2 separate regions of the Callithrix jacchus genome follow, and region 1 is linked to region 2. Evidence: chromatin contacts called from public Hi-C data. All regions are on one chromosome and are shown on one strand. Each heading gives the region's core, a stretch centred on a gene start, on an enhancer-like site or on the middle of the called end of the contact. The rest is flanking DNA. Distances are from core to core; before and after follow the strand shown. Region 1 holds the start of PHYH (phytanoyl-CoA 2-hydroxylase). Region 2 holds the start of OPTN (optineurin).

Region 1 (5,133 bases), core at 1,137-3,636, 150 kb before region 2:
TAACACAAGTATTAAAGATGCCTACTTAGGGAATTTTCCAATAATCCAAATTGCTATTTGAAAGAAAACTTTACCTACGGATAAATTATTGTTTTAATTCTCCGTGATCTTAAATGAAAAATGTTAACCCAGCATCCCTCTAATTTTAAAAAGGCAGATAATAATTGCATTCAAGGATTCCCTTCATCTCTCGGTAAAAAGCATCAATTTGGGCTGGGTGTGGTGGCTCACGCCTGTAATCCCAGCAATTTGGGAGGCCGAGAAGGGCGGGTCACTTGAGGTCATGAGTTGGAGACAAGCCTAGCCAAAATGGTGAAACCTCGTCTCTAATAAAAATACAACAAATTAGCCAAGTGTGGTGGCGCGCCTTTAATCCTAGGTACTCAGTAGGCTGAGGCTGGAGACTCGCTTGAACCTGGGAGTGCAGTGAGCCGAGATCGCGCCACTGCACTCCAGCCTGGGCAACAGAGTCAGACTCTGTCTCAAAAACAATACAAAAAAAGGTATCAACTTAAATACATCCTTGTATAAATGCCGTGCAGGAGAGATGTCAGGGATTTTCACATAGTTGTGAAATAATGGCATTTTAAAGGTACAGTAAAAACACAGGTGTACGTAGCTTCGTTTCATTTGAATGTCTTTACTGGTCAGGAAACCCAATCACTGTCAGCGCGGGTCAAGTTCCCGATCTTTTAATAAATAAGGGTGATGAACTGAATTCACATCTTCAGTTTTTTTTCTCCTGGCAGCAGTGCCCGCATCTCACCAGGCGAGGGCAGTAAGAAGACGCCGCCTCGCCGTTACTCACGCGCGGAGGGGCGTTCCCAGGGGCAGAAAGAGGCGGACCTTCCACCTGCACCCGCCCCAGGCGCGGGGCTATGGTTCAAACCGTGACAGACATCAGAGTCCTTGAGAACCCCTGGCCACTCCTGCAGGGTCACCTTCCCGCGCGGGATGCCCAAGTAGGGCAGATGAGGTCGGGAACTCCTGGGGGATCCCGGGGCCTTCAGTTAGCCTGAGACCCTGGGGCGGGCGAAATCCTGGAGAATGCGGGAGGGACCCCTAGGGCGGCCAGCGTTCTCCCCGCCTGCGCAAACTGCAAGGAGCTGGGGATGCTGGCTGCCAGCCTTTCTCCTGGACTGCGACATTATCACCAAATTATATAAAGACGTCATGCAAGAAGTGATAACATGTGCTGCGACGTTCTGGAAGTAACTCTTGAAGCTAAAAAAAAAAAAAAAAAAAAAAAAGCAATGAAAAAAATCAAGAGTAAAGAGACAGTGAGATGCCATGTCAATATCTGTAGTTATGGAATAGAAAAGAAATGTTACAAAGTGCTCTGCAAGTTCTATAAGAAATTTACACCATACTGGCCTTTGTGCATCAGACAATTACTTCATTCATTTTTTTAAATGACCAAACTTATTCTAATATTTTGGGTTGGAATCCCACTAAATGAAATACCCCTTTTGAATGGCACATATGTCTTTTAGAGATGAATCTCAACATTTTTATTTTTATTTTTATTTTATTGAGACAGAATCTTGCTCTTTCGCCAGGCTGGAGTGCAGTGGTGAGATCTCGGCTCACTGCAACCTCTGACTCCCTGGTTCAAGCAATTATCCTTCCTCAGCCTCCCGAGTACCTGGGATTACAGGCACGCGCCACCACACCCAGCTGATTTATAAATTTTTAGTAGAGACGGGTTTCACCATGTTGGCCTGGATGGGCCCTATCTTCTGACCTCAGGCGATCTCGCACCTGGCTAAAAAGCTTTTTGTTTAAATAGGAGTTTTTATTCTTTCAGCTGTCAGTGGAAGGAGCAGTTACTTGGGTTGATATAGATGCAAGCCGTAACGTTAGGAGTGTGGGCCGAGGTACCCGCCCAGCCACTTGCTACTGGATGCCCTTGGGCTGGTCACTGGGCCCCGAGCCTCAGTGCGGAGGAGCTGGTGATAGAATAGTAACAGGGTGCGGGGCAGGGGCAATGACTCACGCCTGTAGTCCCAGCACTTTGGGAGGTCGAGGCGGGAGGCGGGGAGGAGTCTGACAGCCACCTGGGCAACATAGCGAGACCCCATCTCTACAAAAAATAAAAAATTAGCCCAAGAGTTCAAGGCTGCTGTGCGCTACGATGGCGCACAGCACTCCAACCTGGGCAACAGAGCAAGTCCTTGTCTCTTTTAGAATACGAAGAAAGAAAAGAAAGGAAGGAAGGATCATAGTGCCCCGCGAGGTTGCCCAGCGCGCAGACCCTGGCGGCAGAGGGTGTCCCCGCAGCGCTGCCCGCCAGACCCCGCCCCGAATCCCGCCCGCGTCCTGCCCGGGCCGCGCCTGGAGGCGGAGCCACCCGCGGAGCTAAATCGGGCAAAGGCCGGGCTGACGGGTCCCTGCGCCGCCGTCATGGAGCAGTCCCGCGCCGCCTCCCGCCTGCGGATCGTGCTGGGCCACCTCGGTAGCCCCTCGGCCCTGAACATCGAATCCTTTGCGCTGCGCGGGGCTCGGGCTGGACTTGGCTCCGGCGCCTGCGTGGTGGCCCCGGCCCGGGTGGAGGAAAGCCACCGGGGAGTAGGCATCCCGGCCCCGGGGCCTCCTCAACGCCGGGTCCCCGCTTGGGTCCCGGCTCCGGGAAGAGCGGGGAGGAGGCTGGGTCCTAGGAGGACACGCGCGGCCGCCGTGGGCTCGGGGCTGGTGCCGCGTCGCGCTGCCCTCCGGATTCCTGGGGGCCTCTGCTCCTCGCTTTGTGGAGACCGAGCGGTAGGAAGGTCGTTTCAGCTGCCTGAGACCTTGTGGGCTCGGCCGCGCGTGACCCTCGCCGCTGCCCGGAGACCCAGCGATGTCCAGGCTCACGGTGCAGAGGCGCGCAGGGCTGCCGGGAGGGAGCCGGGGCCGGCGGGACGGGGCCCTCCAGGCAGGAGCTGTCGGCCTCCCGGGTTGCGTTCCCTTACCTCCCTCCTGGACTATGGCCTTGTCACCGAGTTATATAAAAACACTATTAAGGGTTTGAGGTCCCGCGCGGGGGCACGTGCCACGCCTGTAGTCCCGGCGCTTCGTCAGGCCGGCCAAGGCCAGGAGTTCAAGGTTACAGTGAGCCGTGGTGGCCAGTGCACTCCGAAACAGAGAGAAACAGACAGAACCAAAGGGTTCCATGTTGCTCGATGAGAGTGACATTCCAAAAGTAACGGATTAAGCTAAAGAAACAAGGCGATCCTGTCAACAATCTGCAGTTACTGGATAGAAAAGAGATCTTTAAAAGGAATTTCTAGGGTTTTGCTTTTTTGTTTTTTTGTGTTTTTGAAACAGGATCTCACTGTCACCCAGGCTGGAGTGCAGTGGTGGTGGGATCTCTGCTCAATCCTGGGCTCAAGCGATCTTCCCACCTCAGCCTCCCAAGGAGCTGGGACTGCAGGGTGGCTCCACGACGCCTGGCTCATTGCTATTATTATTTTTTTTGTTTTTTGAGATGGAGTCTTGCTCTATCTCCAGGCTCACTGCAATCTCTGCTCACTGCAACCTCCGCCTCCCCTGCCTCAGCCTCCTGAGTGTAATTTGTTTTATTTACTTATTTTCTGAGATGGAGTCTCTCCCTGTCTCCCCGGCTGGAGTGCAGTGTCGCAATTGGCTCACTGCAACCTCTGCCTCTCTGGTTCAAGCAGTTCTCCTATCTTAGCCTCCTGAGTAGCTGGGTCTACCGACATACGCTACCAGGCCTAATGTTTTTATTTTTAGGAGAGACGGGGTTTCACTATGTTGGTCAGGCTGGCCTCAAACTCCTGACCTCAGGTGATCCACCCACCTCGGCCTCCCCAAATGCTGGTATTACCAGCTTGAGCCACCGCACCTGACCTAATCTGTATTTTTAGTAGAGACAGGGTTTCACTATTTTGGCCAGGCTGGTCTTCAACTCTTGAGCGCAAGTGATCCACTCACCCGGGTCTCCAAAACTGCTAGGATTACAGGCGTGACCCACCGCGCCTGGCCTTCTGCGTTTTACTTTACTTGCCTTAATTCACATCCTAGGTAGGTCATCCCACTTCAGGGACTGTTTCCTCTGCCAGTTTCCATCCTCAACAATTCCAGTAAGTAGGTTGACTTTTAATTTTGAAATGTGTATGTAAAAGCTTCTTGAGTGGTAATGAAGATATACTATATAATATGTTGCCTGCTTAGAATTTTATTTTTTTAATTTTTTTTGTTTTTTATTTTATTATTATTATTTTTTTGAGATGGAGTTTCGCTCTGGTTGCCCAGGCTAGAGTGCAATGGCACACCTTGGCTCATCACAACCTCTGCCTCCTGGTTTCAAGCGATTCTCCTGCCTCAGCCGCCCTAATAGCTGGGATTAGAGGCATGGCCACCATGCCTGGCTAATTTTATATTTTTAGTAGAGACAGGGTTTCTCCATGTTGGTCAGGCTTGTCTCAAACTCCCGACCTCAGGTGATCCACCTGTCTCGGCCTCCCAAAGTGCTGGGATTACAGGTGTGAGCCACCACGCCCGGCCCTAGAATTTGATTATATAAATCCTCTGTTTCCAGGACTCATTCTAATTAGTACAGTTGTGGAAAATTTTGAAGACTGATTCTCTATATGTATTTTAAGAAGGAAAAATACCAGAAAATACATAATCCAACATCTATTTATTTATTTAAATAGAGGTGGGCCCTTCCTATGTTGCCCAGGCTGGTCAAGAACTCCTGAGCTGGGCGTAGTGGCTCATGCCTGTAATCCAAGCACTTTGGAGGCCAAGGCAGGCGGATCACCTGAGGTCGGGAGTTCAAGACTAGCCTGACCAACATGGTGAAACCCCGTCTTTAAAAAAAAAAAAAGAACTCCTGGGCTAAAAAGCAATCCTCCTACCTTGGCTGCCCAAACTGCTAGGATCACAGGTGTGAGCCATCACGCCCAGCCTTATAATCTGACTTTTAAAAATTCAGTTATTATGTATCACACTTAAATTAACTTGTGGCTGGGTGCTGTGGCTCATGCCTGTAATCCCAGCACTTTGGGAGGCCGAGCCAGGCAGATCACTTGAGGTCAGGAGTTTGAGACCAGCCTGGTCAACATCGCAAAACCCCATTTCTTCAAAAATACAAAAAGTAGCTGGGCGAGGTGGTGTGCGCCTGTAATCTCA
Region 2 (5,187 bases), core at 903-3,402:
TCCTTTATTCTTACCAGAGAATGGCACACAGCAGGCTTGCATTTGTTGAGATGAAATGAAAATATAGCATAATGAGGTATTCTTAAGTCTAGCACCTGGAAAATGCTTTCTGCTGTGCAGGTGACTAACTCAGCATGCTAGTATTGTTAGGAGTTTCTCTACAGTTCCACGGCATTCACTTCCAGAGTCTCGAAATCCAATTTTCTAACTTATTTGAAAACTTAGAAGTGCTTTTTTTTTCTGTCACTACGAAGCCATCTGGGTATTACTTCACAAGACAGATTCTAATAATCCTCATACATGTGTCAAAGTGGAAACAATGAAAACTTTTAAAATAATTTTTTCTTTCTAAATGAAATATGTTCTTTTTTGAGATGGTGTCTCACTCTGTCACCCAGGCTGGAGTACAATGGCATGATCTCGGCTCGCTGCAAACTCCACCTCCTGGGTTCAGGGGATTCTCCTGCCTCAGCCTCCTGGGTATAGCTGGCATGTGCACCACCATGCCTGGCTAATTTTTTGTATTTCAGTAGAGACAGGTTTCACCATGTTGACCAGGATGGTCTTGATCTCCTGACCTCATGATCCACTTGCCTCGGACTCCCAAAGTGCTGGGATTACAGGCATGAGCCACTGTGCCCGGCCAATATTTTTAAAAAAGAGTTTTTTTTTTTCCTTTTCCTTTGGATTTTCTATTTCATAAATTCCAAAGAATATATATGAAATATGCCAAATTTCTATAAAACAGAAGTGTAGTTCACGGCTAGAATATGTGTGCATCTCTACCTAACTTAGAGCAGGGTTTTGGCAGGACACAATACTGTATCCAGTTGCCTTCGAGAATAAAGTTTGGTTTCTTGGGGAGGAAAGTTAGTTATATTCCCAGCATAATATGCAACCTAAAGGTTAGTTTATTAAAAAGAAGCTGCTATTTTATAGTGTTGTACATAATATATAAAGAACTCCTAAAACTGACCCAGTGGAAAAACAGATCGATTATGCCAGGACTTAAATCAATCACTGTCCTCTCTCTACAGGTCACCTTTAAACTTGCCTTGTCCACCCCAGGGCAATCCCTGGCCTTGCCGTCTGCCCTGGGATCTCTCCAGCGTTCCTCAAAACTGGGCCTGTCCTGAGAGGCTGCTTGGCCCACTAACTCCTCTCTCCCTGGGTCAAAAGAGCAAGGTGGGTTCTTCTGTTCACACTCTTACACCTTGTTAACAGATCCAAAGGCTTCTGATGTTCTTACACTGCCTTACTTTCTATGCTTTCATTTTCCATTTTCATTCTTACAAACAGTTCCGTGGCGTACATTTCCATACAGTAGTTTTCCTGGTGATAGAGGCCAGGCCTGAACCCGGGTTTCATTTTCTTTGAGTGATGTTTACTGCCTGTACCTAACACATTTTGATGGCAAAAACAATTCCTTTGGGGTTCTCGGCCTCATCAAATATCCTCTCTCTATAGTGTACACACTGCCCTAGACACAGCGGTCTGTGTGGATTCCCACCCCCTTGGAGAGGGATCACTCTGTGGTACCAACCCTGGGCACCTCATTCAGCTCGAGTAGTGTGGTCCCACGTCTCCCATAGGTGTGTCTGTAACCACCTCCTCTTTATGGCGAGGAACCGGCTGCGGAATCCTTCCCAGCCTGCGGGAGGACGTCACCTCCAAGCCTCTGGATGACCTGCAGAGGAGTCACCTGCAGTCGCCAGCCCGGCCCTGGACCCTTCCCGGGCCCATCCTCTGTTAACTACCCATCCTTTCCCACCAGGTCAGGACCTGCTGGGGCCTGGGAACCCTCCCAGGGCAGCTGTCCCGCGGGAGGGCCGCCCCACCTCTCGCCACCCTCACCCCGACAGACTCCGGGCCGCGGGGCAGGGCAGCGGGAACCGTTTTCTGGCCGGAGTAGTGCCCGCCGGGAAGGAGCCGCCGCCGCCTCGCCCACCCCTGCTACCCCCTGCCCCGGCTCACCTGCCACCCGGCTCGGCCTCGCTCAGGGTCACTGTTTCCTCGGCATCGTGCCGCCGGGAGAGGGCTCCGGACCGGGTTGTGATGATGACCAGGGCACCTGCTGCGGGGCGGCGGGGACAGCGGGGCTCGGGGAGCCTGGGGCTGACGTGCGGCCTCGCGACCCCGCCCAGAGCCACTCAGCTGACCGCGCGCCGCTCCCCTCCAGCTCCGGGGAATTTCCCGGGCCCCGCCCACAGGGGCCCCGCCCCCTTTTCCCTGCATCCGCCCCCAGCTTCCCACCCTCGCGGTTACTGCGGGGTCGACGCTAGGACCGGTGAGAACAGGGACTACGCTAAGGCGCTGCTGTGACGGCGTTAATAAAAATAAATCATCAATCAAATGCAGTGTGTGGAGCTGGTCTTCCCCGCGGATCCCTTAGTGGAAGCCAGAGCCGCAGGGGGGTCGCTGCGGCCCCTGGAAAGAGGAGGATCCCAGGCATCCTCGGAGGGAGGCCTCCATCTTTGTGCTTTTCTGAAAAAGGCTTACATCCAGACATAGTTAACTGAGCACATATAGCTTTCCACTCGTTTTTGCTTTAAAATAGACTAAAAAAGCAAAAAGCTTGTAGGATGTTTCTTGAGCTCTTGTTGCCGAAGAACAGGCTCCGCTAACCTCACGGCGCTCCAGGTGCCCGGCGCCGGGATTCACGGGTGCGCGGGGATCGCATCTGGGAAGCAGCCTCCCTGTCGTGGAGGAGGGAAGATGCCCCCGGATTAGACAGTTGGATGACAAGGTAGGAGGGAGAGCCGTCCTATGTGCATCCCGAGCACCTGGGCAGCGCCCCAGGGACGCAGTCACGGACAGGCGCTGCGTCAGATCGCGAGGTCAAGGCCTGGTTCAGGCGGTGCTGCCCGCCCCGGGACCCTCCTGCAGAAGGAATAAACAGAAATGAGTGCGAGGCCAGGTAGCCTGGGAGAAGCCTGGGGGCAGGTTTGTACGTGAGGCCAAGAAGGGCATGAAAGCCGGGAAGAACTAGATTTACGAAAGGAGGTGCCGGCGCCACCCGATTCCGTGAGAATGAGAGCACGTGGTTGCGCATCCACGCTGCTCACTGGTTAGAAGGAAACGCAAAGGACAGGGAGAGAGAGGGGAAAAAAAAATCCTGATCTGAAACAGGAAAATGCGGATGCGCCCTCTCCTGGTATCTCCAAAGGATTCCGCTTCGCTGTCTGCACCTCCTGCTGCCTGGCCAGGCCTGAACTTCAACCCTGCCCGAGAGGCTAACCCCAAGAGCTGGGAAGGGAAGGCAGGCAAATCAGCAACTGCCCGCAGACCCAATTCCGAGCCCTCGAGTTGGTGTAATGTAGGAGGGGCAGATGAGGCTAGAGGCTGCTTTATGAGGAGTCAGCCTTGGGGTGGAAGTGGGGAGAAATAGACAATTTAAAAAATTTTTTTAAAAATCAGTGCAGGAAAGAACTGATATTCATGAAAAGGGCTTGGAAAAATATATATAGAGAGAAATGGAATGACATTCTCTACTTTATGTTTAACTACTGGGATGATCCAGGCAGAAAAGACGATGTCACAGTTGTTTCCCGGGATCGATGGAGGATGGACCCTCAGAGGTCTGTAAGGGGCGCCTGGGGTAAGTCACACTTTACTAGGCTCCTTCTGTTATTTAAAACCCTATAGTTAGGGCGCGGTGGCTCACACCTGTCATCCCAGCACTTTGTGGGGGACCAAGGCAGGAAGATCGCTTGAGCCCAGAAGGGAGAGGCTACCATGAGCTATGATCAGGTGACTGCACTCCAGCTTGGGTGAGAGGGAGACTTTGTCTCAAACAAAATCAAAAATGAAAACAAAACAAACCTATCAAAGTGAATTAAAATGAGCATCAGCAAAGCTCTGAGCCATGGGAAGAAGGTCACGCACAAGCTGCCCATGGCTTTGGTGTGGGAGGCTTGAGGTGAGTTTCTGGTAGACAAAGCAGTCAAAGTCATTTTCTCCTGATCCCTTGCTCTCAGTGTGGGGGAGGAGGGGGCTTGAAGCACCGCGCGCCCACCCCCCAACTTCTTAGCAATAGGACCTTGGCCAAGTTACTTCATCTTACCCTTCCTCATTCCCTTTATCTGTAAAATGGGGAGTTTAGTACACTCTCAAATCCAGAAAGTTCTAAGGACCAAACCTCTTTTCTGACCTGACCCAGCTGATGGAAAGCTATTTACAGTCTTTGTTTAGATCCATTGGTGTGATTTTTAAACTTGTTTCATTGAAGAAAATTGATAGTTGATAGGAGAACTGCATCAGACCCTGTCAGGATGTTATGTGATATAAATCCCATGCATTGAACAGCCTTTTGAAAATCCCCCAAATTCTGGACTCTGAAGCAGAGGTTGCCCCAAAGGTTTATTTTATTATGTTGTTATATTTTATTTTTTGAGATGGAGTCTTGCTCTGTCACCCAGGCTGGAGTACACTGGCGTAATCTCAGCTCGCTGCAACCTCCACCTCCTGGATTCAAGTGATTCTCCTGCCTCAGACTCCGGAGTGGCTGGATTACAGGTGTGTACCACCACATCCAACTAATTTTTGTATTTTTAACAGAGATGAGGTTTTGCCATGTTGACTGGGCTGGTCTTGAACTCCTGACCTCAGGTGATTCACCCACCTCGGCCTCCCAAAGTGCTGGGATTACAGGCATGAGCCGCTGTGCCCAGCCACCCAAAAGTTTTAGATAAGGCATTTGGACTCACAGCCTTACCTAAGGATGCTGAGAGGATTAAAGAGGAAATATGTCTTCAACACCTAAAAAAATGCCGTGGTGCTGGTTGCCATTGCTTGTGTTAGAGCCAGTTCTGCTGCTTAGCCTGGATTGTCCTGTTTGGTGACTCTGTCCTCCCGCACACTTCCATGGAATCTAAATGCAGTGAAAAAACTGAAAGAATAGCATGGTTTTAGCAGATTTGCTGATGTGGTTTTGTGTTGGATAAATGTAGAGCAGTGTGTGAGGGTGTTTAGTGAGATCCTAATCTGTGTTTATTTTTTGTTTGTTTATTTTTTTGAGACGGAGTCTTGCTTTGTCTCCTAGGTTAGAGTACAGCGGCACGATCTCAGCTCACTGCAACTTCCATCTTTCAGTTTCAAGTAATTCTCTGCCTCAGTCTCCTGAGTAGCTGGGATTACAGGTGCCTGCCACCACGCCCGGCTAAGTTTTTTGTATTTTTAGTAGAGATG

What was found. A called contact is a pair of places that touch in the nucleus more often than the background predicts.
Region 1: a contact with region 2 is called in a Hi-C map of skeletal muscle, with 4 times the contacts expected there. The contact joins the promoter of PHYH here to the promoter of OPTN in region 2. A contact is called at or near these places in 2 of 3 Hi-C or Micro-C datasets (both in skeletal muscle).

The regions. Positions count from the first base shown.
Region 1 is chr7:14,329,601-14,334,733 of calJac240_pri, reverse strand. It overlaps PHYH (phytanoyl-CoA 2-hydroxylase), which reads left to right and starts at 2,386. Exons shown (of 9, transcript XM_054258464.2): 1 at 2,386-2,479; 2 at 4,022-4,079. The coding sequence starts at 2,404.
Region 2 is chr7:14,177,263-14,182,449 of calJac240_pri, reverse strand. It overlaps OPTN (optineurin), which reads right to left and starts at 2,152. Exons shown (of 14, transcript XM_008999943.5): 1 at 1,975-2,152. CCDC3 (coiled-coil domain containing 3) reads left to right here. Exons shown (of 11, transcript XM_078329480.1): 6 at 1,038-1,185.